Regions from separate parts of the Mus musculus genome. Here region 2 is linked to region 1. Evidence: chromatin contacts called from public Hi-C data. All regions are on one chromosome and are shown on one strand. Each heading gives the region's core, a stretch centred on a gene start, on an enhancer-like site or on the middle of the called end of the contact. The rest is flanking DNA. Distances are from core to core; before and after follow the strand shown. Region 1 overlaps Insig2 (insulin induced gene 2). Region 2 holds the start of 2210011K15Rik (a long non-coding RNA gene).

Region 1 (5,178 bases), core at 249-2,748:
GAATGTGAGTTCTGAGGGATCAAACCAAATGCTAACAAGGCAAGCACTGCACTGACTGACCTATCTCTCAAGCCACAAGAACATTTATTGATTTGGTAAAGATTATTTGTTAAATTTGTGTCTACATATGCACATGTGCCTGCTAGTATGTGCATGTGCATTTGGGTGCTAGAAGACATAGGATCCCCAGAAGTACAGGAGTGGGGAAAGCCACCCAGTATGGGTGCAGGGAAACAAACTCAGGTCAAGCCCTCTAAAAGAACATTAAACACTCTTAACTGTTGCACCATCTCTCCACAAAAGCACACAACCTTTTAAATTTTAAAATATAAAATTAAAACGGTAAAAGGAAAAGGAAAACTGGAAAGCAATTAGTATTAGAAAGCACAGGCACACAGAGCAAGGGAACAGCATGTGGAAGAGACAACCTGGCTCCTTCCACCTAGAGATGAGATTGGAGTGCTGTGTTCTTTTTACCTCAGCTTTGGTGAGTATTGATGACTCACAGGCCATCCTGAGACCAGTGACAAATCACAGCAAAGTAGAGATCCAATGGCTGCTAAAAATTGCAAGTTTCAGGGCCTGGGTGATGGCTCAGTTTGTGAAATACTTGCCTTGCAAGCCCAAAAGAACTGAGTGCAAACCGAAACAAGAAAATCTAAGGTGGGATGTATCTGAGGAGGGACAACCCAGGGCATCCTCAGGCCTCTGCATACCACCAACAGACACATGTACGCACACAAAGAAAACCTACATTATGGTCCTGTTTAAAACACACTAGTGAAAAATCCCATTGGTTTAAACGACAGAATTTCAAAGTTCTACATGATTAAAATGACAAGCGTGCCTAATAATTGAAACATGTCTAAATGATATTTTTTCCTCAAGGGCTGTCACAAAACAGCTCATTTGTCATTCCCCAATTCTCTGTATAATAAACGCATACACATACATAGATGAATAGTGATATTGATGTACCTACCTACCTGTCATCTACCATCCTTCCATCTACTACCTACCTATTATCATCTATTATCTACCTATATATCAATTAATTTATCCTCAACCCCATGCCATCCTGCTCCTGCTTGCCTGTGCCTGAGTAAAAATGCAACCAGAGCAGGTATTCCAAGCCAGTCTTCCTCAGCAGCTGATGCCACTGGTAAAGAATGATCACACAGAGATGCTGACATGTATGTGCGAAGGTGTAAATAACTAAAACTGACTATGTTTCTACGCAAGTGAGAGGCAACTGAGACGGGAAAGTGAAAACACAAAGAAGGAATTTAAATGGCCATGCTGCCAACCCTGGGATTTGCCAATAAAAACCCCAATCCGTTGAGTATGCACGGTGCTCAGCTGCTCACTGAGGGAGGATTTGGGAAAGCTTGTCACTTCCCATTACATGTCTTTCTTTCTTTCCGTTAAATAAAGGCATGGCAGAGTCTGATAGGAGTATACACAGCACAGTGAGGCTCCACTGTCTGAGAGCTCAGTGGAGTATGTCTGGGCTTCCTCTTTTCTCTCTGCACCTTTTTTTTTAAAAACAAGAGACTTAAAATCATGCTGTGTAAAATCATATGCAAATACAATCCTGCCTAATCAGATGGTTCTCAGATGTAAAATCACATGTCTTCTGATGTCTTTAAGTGATTCCCAGTAACAGTCTGCCAAGACTGAAGACAAAGGGAGCTTGTGAAGCACTGGTAGTAAGCCATCACTCTCTCAGGATACTGTGCTCAGTGCAGTGAGGCAGGAAAAGGAACAGTTAAATTAGGCATCTAGCACAAGGGGGGCTGAACAAAACCACAGTGCTCAGCAAGACACACTTCCATGGAAGACTACAACAGAGGCAGGCCATGATTTCATTCAGCAACTACTTAAGCCCTATAATGTATCTGGCTCTTGATATTTCCTGGGGATTTAAAGAGGGCTTGGGAGATGGCTGAGTTTGTAATGTGCTTGCTGTGTAAGCCCAAGGATCTGAGTCTGATCTTAAGGATCTACTTCACACACGCACACGCGCACACACACACACACACACACACACACGCACACGCACACGCACACACACACACTCACACACACACACACATACACACACACACGCAGCAGGCACGGTGGTGGGCACTTGAAATCCCCTTGTACTATGAAGCAAAGACAAGCAGCTTCCTGGGGTTTGCTGGCCAGCCAGCCTACCCTACTTCGTGAGTTCCATGCCAGTGAAAGACTGTCTCAAAGACAAAATAATACCACCACCACCACCACCACCACCACCACCACCACCACCACCAAGGTAGATGACATCTGAGATGTAGCAGTTGAACTTGTCCTCTGGCATGTGTGCGTGCACCAACACACAGACACACATGGGCATAGACATGTGCACACTAATAAACAAGAGGATGTGTTTCCATGGCAAAGTGACAGACACTACTGAATGCTGTTAAGTCCTGACAGGATACGGAGGGGTTCTTACTCTGTTTCTGCACATGAGGAGACATAAGGTGTTGGGCTGTCTAGAACGTTTCCATACGAGTGACCCTGCAGGCAGAAGCAAGGAAACAATCTCACAGCAGAGGGAGGTGCCTGAAGGACTAAGGCACATCCAGAAACAAGCAGCATTACCAGGAAACTCTAAGGTTTGACATGAAGGGAAACTTGGGGTCCAGAAAGAGTCAGAGTATTACAAAATGTCACGAGAAGGCTTTAACCCTGAGCATGGTAATGAATCAGGAAAACCACGCACGCCACCACATTGTGTCAGAGACAATCATTCTTACATCCCAGAGAGTTCAACAGAACACAGGGAAGTGGTGTCAGTCAAAATCAAGGTAGGAAAATTCTCTAAGCTCAGGGAATTGGGGCCAAGACACCAATAGACCAGTGTAAACTCTGTAGGCTCACCTTGGACGGTGGGAACTGGGAAGAATAGAGACCTCTCCAAGAAAGAGGTGAGAACTGTTTGACTAGCAGGATCCTTTAAATGACCTTCTCGGGCTTACCTATTTGTGTGATTTTTGAAGTAACTTCTCTACTTCTTTTACCCACAATACAGAAATTGTCTTTTGAAGTATTTATTCTTTAGAGCTGGTAATGTTAAACCTCCAGTCCCAGCACCCAGGAAATGAAAGCAGGACAATCAGAAGTTCAAGGCCAGTCTCACCTACAGAGTGAGTTGGAGGCCTCATGGCATGCATTATTTTATTTCTTAATTATAACAAGACAATAGGAGGATATAATTGATAAAGGCTACTTGGGGACTCTCCAGAACACAGAGCTGGTGAGCTCACAAGCCCCAGGGCTGACCTACTACTATTATTTTGCTAAGTGGACATCTTATCGAGCTACCCTGTAAACCTTCATCACTATAGCCATAGACTAGTAGAGCTGTCACTTCTCATTGGAGAGGTTTCTTTGTGCAGTAGATGGCAGTTAACACAAAAAGGAGAGAGTGTCTGTAGACTGCTCAGCCACAAATGGGGCATCTATGTCACAGTCCCTCACACCAAGGCTTAGGAACTATCAAAGAAGTCAGGATGGAAAGACTATGAGCACCAATGGTCGGGGAGGACCCTGATGAGACTATCTTTTAGGCATTACAGGGCTCTTGTACTAGTGAACTCACAGCAGCTGCCGCCGCCTGCATATGAAGAAGCCTGTCAATGGTCCAGCACAGAGCAGGAAACCGTTTCCCTAGTTGAAGAGCTACTGACAGCTGAGAGAGAGAGAATCAGTTTTCTTTAAGCATATGGCCCCAAGCAGGTCAGCCACCATCCAATGGATTGGTATATAGGAAGTACAAATTGTACTTGGACTCTGTGAGATTAAAAAGGAGGGGTCAAGAGTGAGGATATGAAGCTGGGATGTGGGAGGGGATGAGGCAGGAGTAAGAAGTGAATATAATCAAAATGTACTAGACGTGATGGCTATGGGAGCACAGGTCTTTAATCTCAGCACTCAGGAAGTGAAGGAAGGTGGATTTCTGAAGAGTTTTGGCCAGCTTGGTCTATATTATGTGTTCCAGGCCAGAGTTACACAGTGGGACCCTATCTCAAAACAAACAAACAAACAATTAACAAACAAACAACAAAATTCTCAGTTAATTTCATATGAAATTCTCAAACAGTTAATACAAATCTTGTGTTTACTTGAAATATATACATATACAAATACATGTGGACAAAACAGGTTGTGTTTCTATATTTAGAGAGAGAGAGAGAGAGAGAGAGAGAGAGAGAAATAATCTAAAAAAAAACAGGGGTCATGAAACTGAGAGAGTAAGGCAAGGATAGAGAAGGGGAAAACCGAACATATTTTAATTAAAAAAATACAGAAATCCCCCCCAAAATATTCTCCTAGAAAAAGAAAAAAGGAGGAAGAGAAGAAAAAGGGAGAATAATCCAAAGAAACTTGTGAGACTTCCTCAGCAATGCCTCAAGAAGCCACTGGCTTCCTAGGACCACCCTAGGGACAGGTGACTCCTGTTCCTTTACAGTAAAGTGATGAACCTGGAGACCCTGGTGTGGATAGCTGATAGGTCTAAGAAACTTAAGTCAGGGGGATACAGACTAAGCTACATCTTGGAGAGGGAGAAAGAACTAGCAGCTACTGGGAATGTATTGTCTTCTGAGTTTAAGTAAAGGAAAATACAGGTAGTTTTGCAGATAGAGCAAAGAATAAGCTACAAGGTCTATTGTCTATCTGGACCACTTCTTGGAGGATAACCCTGGGGAAACCAGGCAGTGATGACTTCCCTTCCTGACTGCAAGAATATCCATCTGTCCATGTGGCAGGGTTACATCATTGTTCAGCAGGTTTCACAAAATTACTTGAAGATATCCCACAAGTCAACCTCAGCTTTGGACAGACATGCCTGCAACCTCTAGCTCTAGGATGTAGGACAAAAGTACCCATGTTGTGTCATAAAGCACTCATGTACACTAAGCATACACAGTCAGAATTACAATCATCTTCTCCCACATGGCTATGACTACCTTCTATTACTTGTTATATAAAGCACGGTTGACCCACTGACCTTGACATTAGATACAACTAAAGAGCTGTCCATTATAGAAGCTCACCATCATTTGAACATCAGGACATGTTTCACTTAACCATTCCTGAGAATGGTCAAAGTCATTCTAGGAAGACATTAGGATTTTAACCAAAGACAGT
Region 2 (5,321 bases), core at 2,369-4,868, 45 kb after region 1:
ACACTACTCTGTAGTGAGGTTCTCCAGAGGAAGAAAACAGAATAAATATATACTACAAAGGAGAGTTCATAGATTGGCTTGCACCAGACAGGCCTGAGTAGTCCAGCATTGGCTGTCTGCATGCTGGAGAGACTGTGAACTGAGAGGATGTTCAGCCCATGAGATGGATACCCCAGCAGCCTCAGACTGGAGCTGGAGGTCTAGAAGATGTTGGTAGTGTTGCTGGTCTTCCATCTACATTGGAAACCAATGAAGCCGAAGTCTGATGTCAGCAAAGACTAGCAGCAGCAACAGCAGCAGAATAGATACATTTATCTGCAAGAAAGCAGGCAGGCAAAAGCAACCCTGAGTCTTCCATAGTATGCTCATGCCCATGTGCATGTGTGCGTGCATGTGTGTGTGCATGTGTGTGTCTGTATACGATCTACATGTATGTAGTGTCTTCAGATGCCAAAAAGGGGAGCATTGGATACCCTGGAGCTGGTTACAGGTTGTGCAATGCCAGGAATCAGTGCTGGGAACCAACACCAGGTCATCTGCTCCTCCCTGCTAACTCATATTCCAGCCCACTTAGAACCATTTATAGTGGGCCACCATTAGAAGGAGTTGTATACTCTGTCGGAGGTCTTCACCCATCAGTCAGTCCTTCCTGAAAATGTTCCCCAGACCCACCTCAAGTAACTTGAGACCCAAGTTGGCAATCAAGACCAAGTCACAAATAAGAGGTCAGTCACACCAATGATAGCACCATGACACCTTACAGGCTCTGACACTCCTGATCCTTACTGTAGCCTGGGACAGAAATGCAATGTGCTCCCTGTACTTGTACTTGACACAAGGCCTTGGGATCTCTACTGAAGAATTTTTCATCAGTCCTGAGGCTACAGCTGGCAGTGTAATGTGAACTAAACTTTCTGTTGCACTGCCTACCCTCCCCCGACCCCTAGCTGAAGAAGAAAGGGGACCCACTATTTGAGTAAACACCAAGTCTGTGTGGCTCAGGCTCACACACACTCTCACCACACACTCTCCAGATCACACACACTGCATCCAGTCACATCACTCTCCCAGAGATGGGTCGACATTCTCAGACGTGCTCTGGGTTTCATGTAGTAGGTCTTCAGTTCCCAGGGACCACACATAGGGATTACTTGAAGCACGCATATAATAGGGAGCAGAGATGCAGAGACAAAGGGACTGTACACTTTGCCTGGTTGATGACTGTGGTATCAATGTCTTTTGTGGTTTAAATATAAAGTGTTGGTGGTAAGCTCTTGTGTTTGGAATGTGATCCCCTGATGGAGTCCCTGTTTGGAAAGGCCTTGGGCTCTTTAGAAGCTAGAGTTAACTGGAGTGAGTTGGTCGGTAAGGGCAGGCTTTCAGGTGCATTCATTTTCTGGAGAGCAGAGATGCTAGGTGTCTTCCACTATCATTATCTATTGCCCAGTGATTTTCTAGGTTCGTGTGTTTTAATTTTGTTTTTGAGACGATGTTCTTTACTAGAACCAAAGATACCCTGTTTGCATGTGTGGTTGGCCAGTGATCTCCAGGGATCCATCAGTCTCTGCTTGACCTTTTCCCTGGAAACATAGTGAGGTTACTGATGCATGCCTCTGCAGGGGCACACACACACACACACACACAGAGAGAGAGAGAGAGAGAGAGAGAGAGAGAGAGACAGAGACAGAGACAGAGACAGATGTCTGTGTGTATATCTGTGAATGCTGAGTATCTGAACTTTGAATTCAGGTCTTCATACTTACTAGAAAAGTTCTGTATCAATGAAGCAATCTCTCCAGCACAGGCTTGAAGGTTTTATAGCCAAGGACCACTTCCTAGAAACCCAGTAAAGATGCAGTGTGGCCAGCTCCTCCTGCTGCCCCTGCTGCCCCTCCTTCTGTCCCTCCTGCCCTTGCTGACACTCTTGCCCATCCTGCCCATCCTGCCCCTCCTGCCCCTCCCGCCCCTGCTGCCCCTCCTGCCCCTCCCGCCCTTGCTGTCCCTCCTGCCCCTGTTGCACCTCCTGCCCCTGCTGCCCCTCCTGCCCCTGCTTCCCCTCCTGCCCCTCCCGCCCTTGCTTTCCCTCCCGCCCCTGCTGCCCCTCCTGCTGCCCCTCCTGCTGCCCCTTCCGCCCCTGCTGTCCCTCCTTCCCCTCCTGCCCCTCCCGCCTTTGCTGCCCTTGCTGCCCCTCCTGCCCCTGCTGCCCCAGCTGCCCCTCCTGTCCCTCCTGCCCCTGCTGCCCCTCCTGCCCCTCCCGCCCTTGCTGCCCTTGCTGCCCCTCCTGCCCCTCCTGCCCCTGCTGCCCCTCCCGCAACTGCTGCCCCTGCTGCCCCTCCTGCCCCTCCCGCCCTTGCTGCCCTTGCTGTCCCTCCCGTCCCTCCCGCACCTGCTGCCCCTCCTGCCCCTCCTGCCCCTCCTGCCCCTGCTGCCCCTCCCGCCCTTGTTGCCCCTCCTGCCCCTGCTGCCCCCCTGCTGCCCCTCCCGCCCCTGCTGTCCCTCCTGCCCCTCCTGCCCCTCCCGCCCTTGCTGCCCTTGCTGCCCCTCCTGCCCCTGCTGCCCCAGCTGCCCCTCCTGTCCCTCCTGCCCCTGCTGCCCCTCCTGTCCCTCCTGCCCCAGCTGCCCCTCCTGTCCCTCCTGCCCCTGCTGCCCCTCCTGCCCCTCCCGCCCTTGCTGCCCTTGCTGCCCCTCCTGCCCCTCCTGCCCCTGCTGCCCCTCCCGCAACTGCTGCCCCTGCTGCCCCTCCTGCCCCTCCCGCCCTTGCTGCCCTTGCTGTCCCTCCCGTCCCTCCCGCACCTGCTGCCCCTCCTGCCCCTCCTGCCCCTCCTGCCCCTGCTGCCCCTCCCGCCCTTGTTGCCCCTCCTGCTGCCCCTGTTGCCCCTGATGCCCCTGATGCCCCTCCCACCCCTGCTGCCCCTTCTGCCCCTCCTGCCCTTGCTGCCCCTCCAGCCCCTGATGCCCCTCCTGCCCCTCCTGCACCTCCTGATCCTCCTGCCCTTGCTGCCCCTCCTGCCCCTGCTGCCACTCCTGCTACTCCTGCCCCTCCCGCCCTTGCTGCCCCTCCATCTTCCCCTCCTGCCCCTGCTGCCCCTGCTGCCCCTGCCACCCCTTCTGCTGCCACTGCTCCTCGGAGTTGCTTCTGGTTGGGTGTGGCTGCAGAGGCGAGCAGAATGACCAGCACAAGTCTCAGCCTTCAATCGTTCGCGTTAGATCGTGCTGATGAAAATATCACGTCTAAGGCTCGTCTTCTTACGTCTGAAGAACAGTTAACATTTACTGATTTCATTGTAGGGGAATGCAGAGGTTCCATACTGTGTGTGACCGTCCAACGACATTATGTCAGAGTCAGTGCTCTCACTTACCATCTAGGTCCCAAGGATCAAGCTCGGTCCACCGGCCCGGCAGCCAGCACCTCTACTGGATGAGCAGTCTCCTCAGCCCTTCAGCTTCTGGCATTGGAGCCACACCCTAGAGGAAAGCAAACCCAGAGCTCGGGAGTTAGGCCCTTGCATTTCTTTTATCTCAGATGTGAATTTACAGACTTAGAAATCAGATGCGAGGAAGCTACCAACACTCATCGTCTTTGGACTCTGCCAGGCATTGTCATGGTTCGGCCTCCATGATACAGGAGTGTTGGGAGTTCTGCAAAACCAGCTGGGGTGAACTTTCTTTATCTCGGAAACCATATAAGCAAGCTGGTCTAGTAAGTGCAACAGGGCAAGGCATGGCGCCATAGCAGGAAAGGGCTCTGCAGTCTTTTTTTTTTTTTTTTTTTTTGTCACTGCAATAAAATTCCATGATCAGAGTAACTTTATAGGAGTAAAAAAGTGCGTATTTTGGCTTACAGTCCCATTGGGAGAGTCCATAATGGAGGTAGAGGCAGTAAATAGCCAGAGAATGAAGCTGAGGGAGTGTGTATCCATCCACATGCAAGACCCAGGCAGAGAAAACCATCAGGAAGGCTTGGCTTATAAACTTCCACCTTAAGACTCAGACTCACACACATGCACACACACACACTCATACACACACACACACACTCACTCTCACACACACTCACACACACACACATGCACACACTCACACACTCACACACACACACAGTCATACGCACACACTATTGACTTGTGTGCAAAGCTGTCTGTACTCTTAGTGATGTTCTTAATGCTAAGAATCTCCGTGAGGGACATTCACCCCTGGCAGGGGAATAACAGACCACAGACACAATTTCGTATCAGCCCAGCCTGATGAGCCAATGAGCTCACTCCTGGTGAATCCGTGAGTCAGAGGCTGCTGACAGGAGCAGGAGGGATGACGCATGGCAATAGCATCTCTGGAGTTCCTCTCCCCATCTCCCTTTTACTTCCTATATACTCTATTGCTTCTCCCAGACCAGGTGACAGGTGAGGGTGGTGGGTAGGATCTTGGATGAAAGTCTAGGAACCCTCTCTCCTCCACCTATGAACCATGAGTGAATGTTGCTAGTCTCAGCACATGACTATGCTCTAGCTATCTGCATGTTTATTGTCTTTCTTATTCCCCTGTCTAGACTGGAAGCAGAGCAAGGTCCCCTGTAGTTCCTATAGCAATCTTGTCTCTATGAGGACTATAACCATGTGATGCTCAAAAGAAATAACTACATCATAATAATCTCCAAAGCTTTCTTTTTCATACTATAAAACATAAAGCTGTAGTATGAATTTTATGCCAAATGTAGTGTAAATATCCCTTGGGGATAGAACACAAAGTCCAAAAACAACAAGTAGGGAAAAGATCCCATCTAAATCGCCAGCAGGAACATGCCTACGGCTGCTCTGTTGAGAACACCAGCAGATTTGCCTCAGATTAAAAGCACAATTGCACTCAGTCATCACCAGAGAAGCTTTCTTCTGCAGCAGATGGGAACAAACATAACAATGTCAATATAACAAATATAAGGAATATAACAAATATAACAAATGGGAACATTGTCACAGCCAGACAATGTGCAGAGAGGAAGAGACCTTTGAATGCTCAGCCCTAAATGGGATGTCTCCATCAAATCCCTCCCCTCAGTATTCAGGGAGCCCCTCAGAAGAGGTGGTAGAAAGTCTGTAACAGCCACAGGGGATGGAGAATTAGAGGAACCAAAGTAAAAGCTGGGCGTGGTGGGACACACCTTTAATCCCAGCACTCGGGAGGCAGAGGAGGCAGATTTCTGAGTTTGAGGCCAGTCTGGTCTACAGAATGAGTTCCAGGACAGCCAGGGCTATGCAGAGAAACCCTGTCTCGAAAAACCAAAAGAAGAAGAAGAAGAAGAAGAAGAAGAAGAAGAAGAAGAAGAA

What was found. A called contact is a pair of places that touch in the nucleus more often than the background predicts.
Region 2: a Hi-C map of muscle stem cells shows a contact between it and region 1, with 1.5 times the contacts expected there. The contact joins the promoter of 2210011K15Rik here to the enhancer-like site in region 1. A contact is called at or near these places in 10 of 484 Hi-C or Micro-C datasets (the C2C12 cell line, the N1E-115 cell line, bone marrow-derived dendritic cells and 7 more), 5 of 115 datasets of contacts at active chromatin or transcription factors (the SCID.adh cell line, embryonic forebrain, embryonic stem cells and 1 more) and 3 of 9 other capture datasets (adipose tissue, liver and pancreatic islet).

Annotation. Positions count from the first base shown.
Region 1 is chr1:121,313,498-121,318,675 of GRCm38.p6, forward strand. The region is part of intron 2 of Insig2 (insulin induced gene 2); the gene reads right to left. Among named protein-coding and RNA genes, the nearest start is that of Insig2, 12 kb to the right of the region's middle. Within about 2 kb of position 1,499, at least 69 of the 459 cell types and tissues checked have an H3K27ac peak or open chromatin away from gene starts, as enhancers often do. A contact at or near this core is called in embryonic forebrain and muscle stem cells, where this site is marked.
Region 2 is chr1:121,356,453-121,361,773 of GRCm38.p6, forward strand. It overlaps 2210011K15Rik (a long non-coding RNA gene), which reads right to left and starts at 3,619. Exons shown (of 3, transcript XR_003947976.1): 1 at 3,570-3,619; 2 at 3,360-3,465; 3 at 1-315.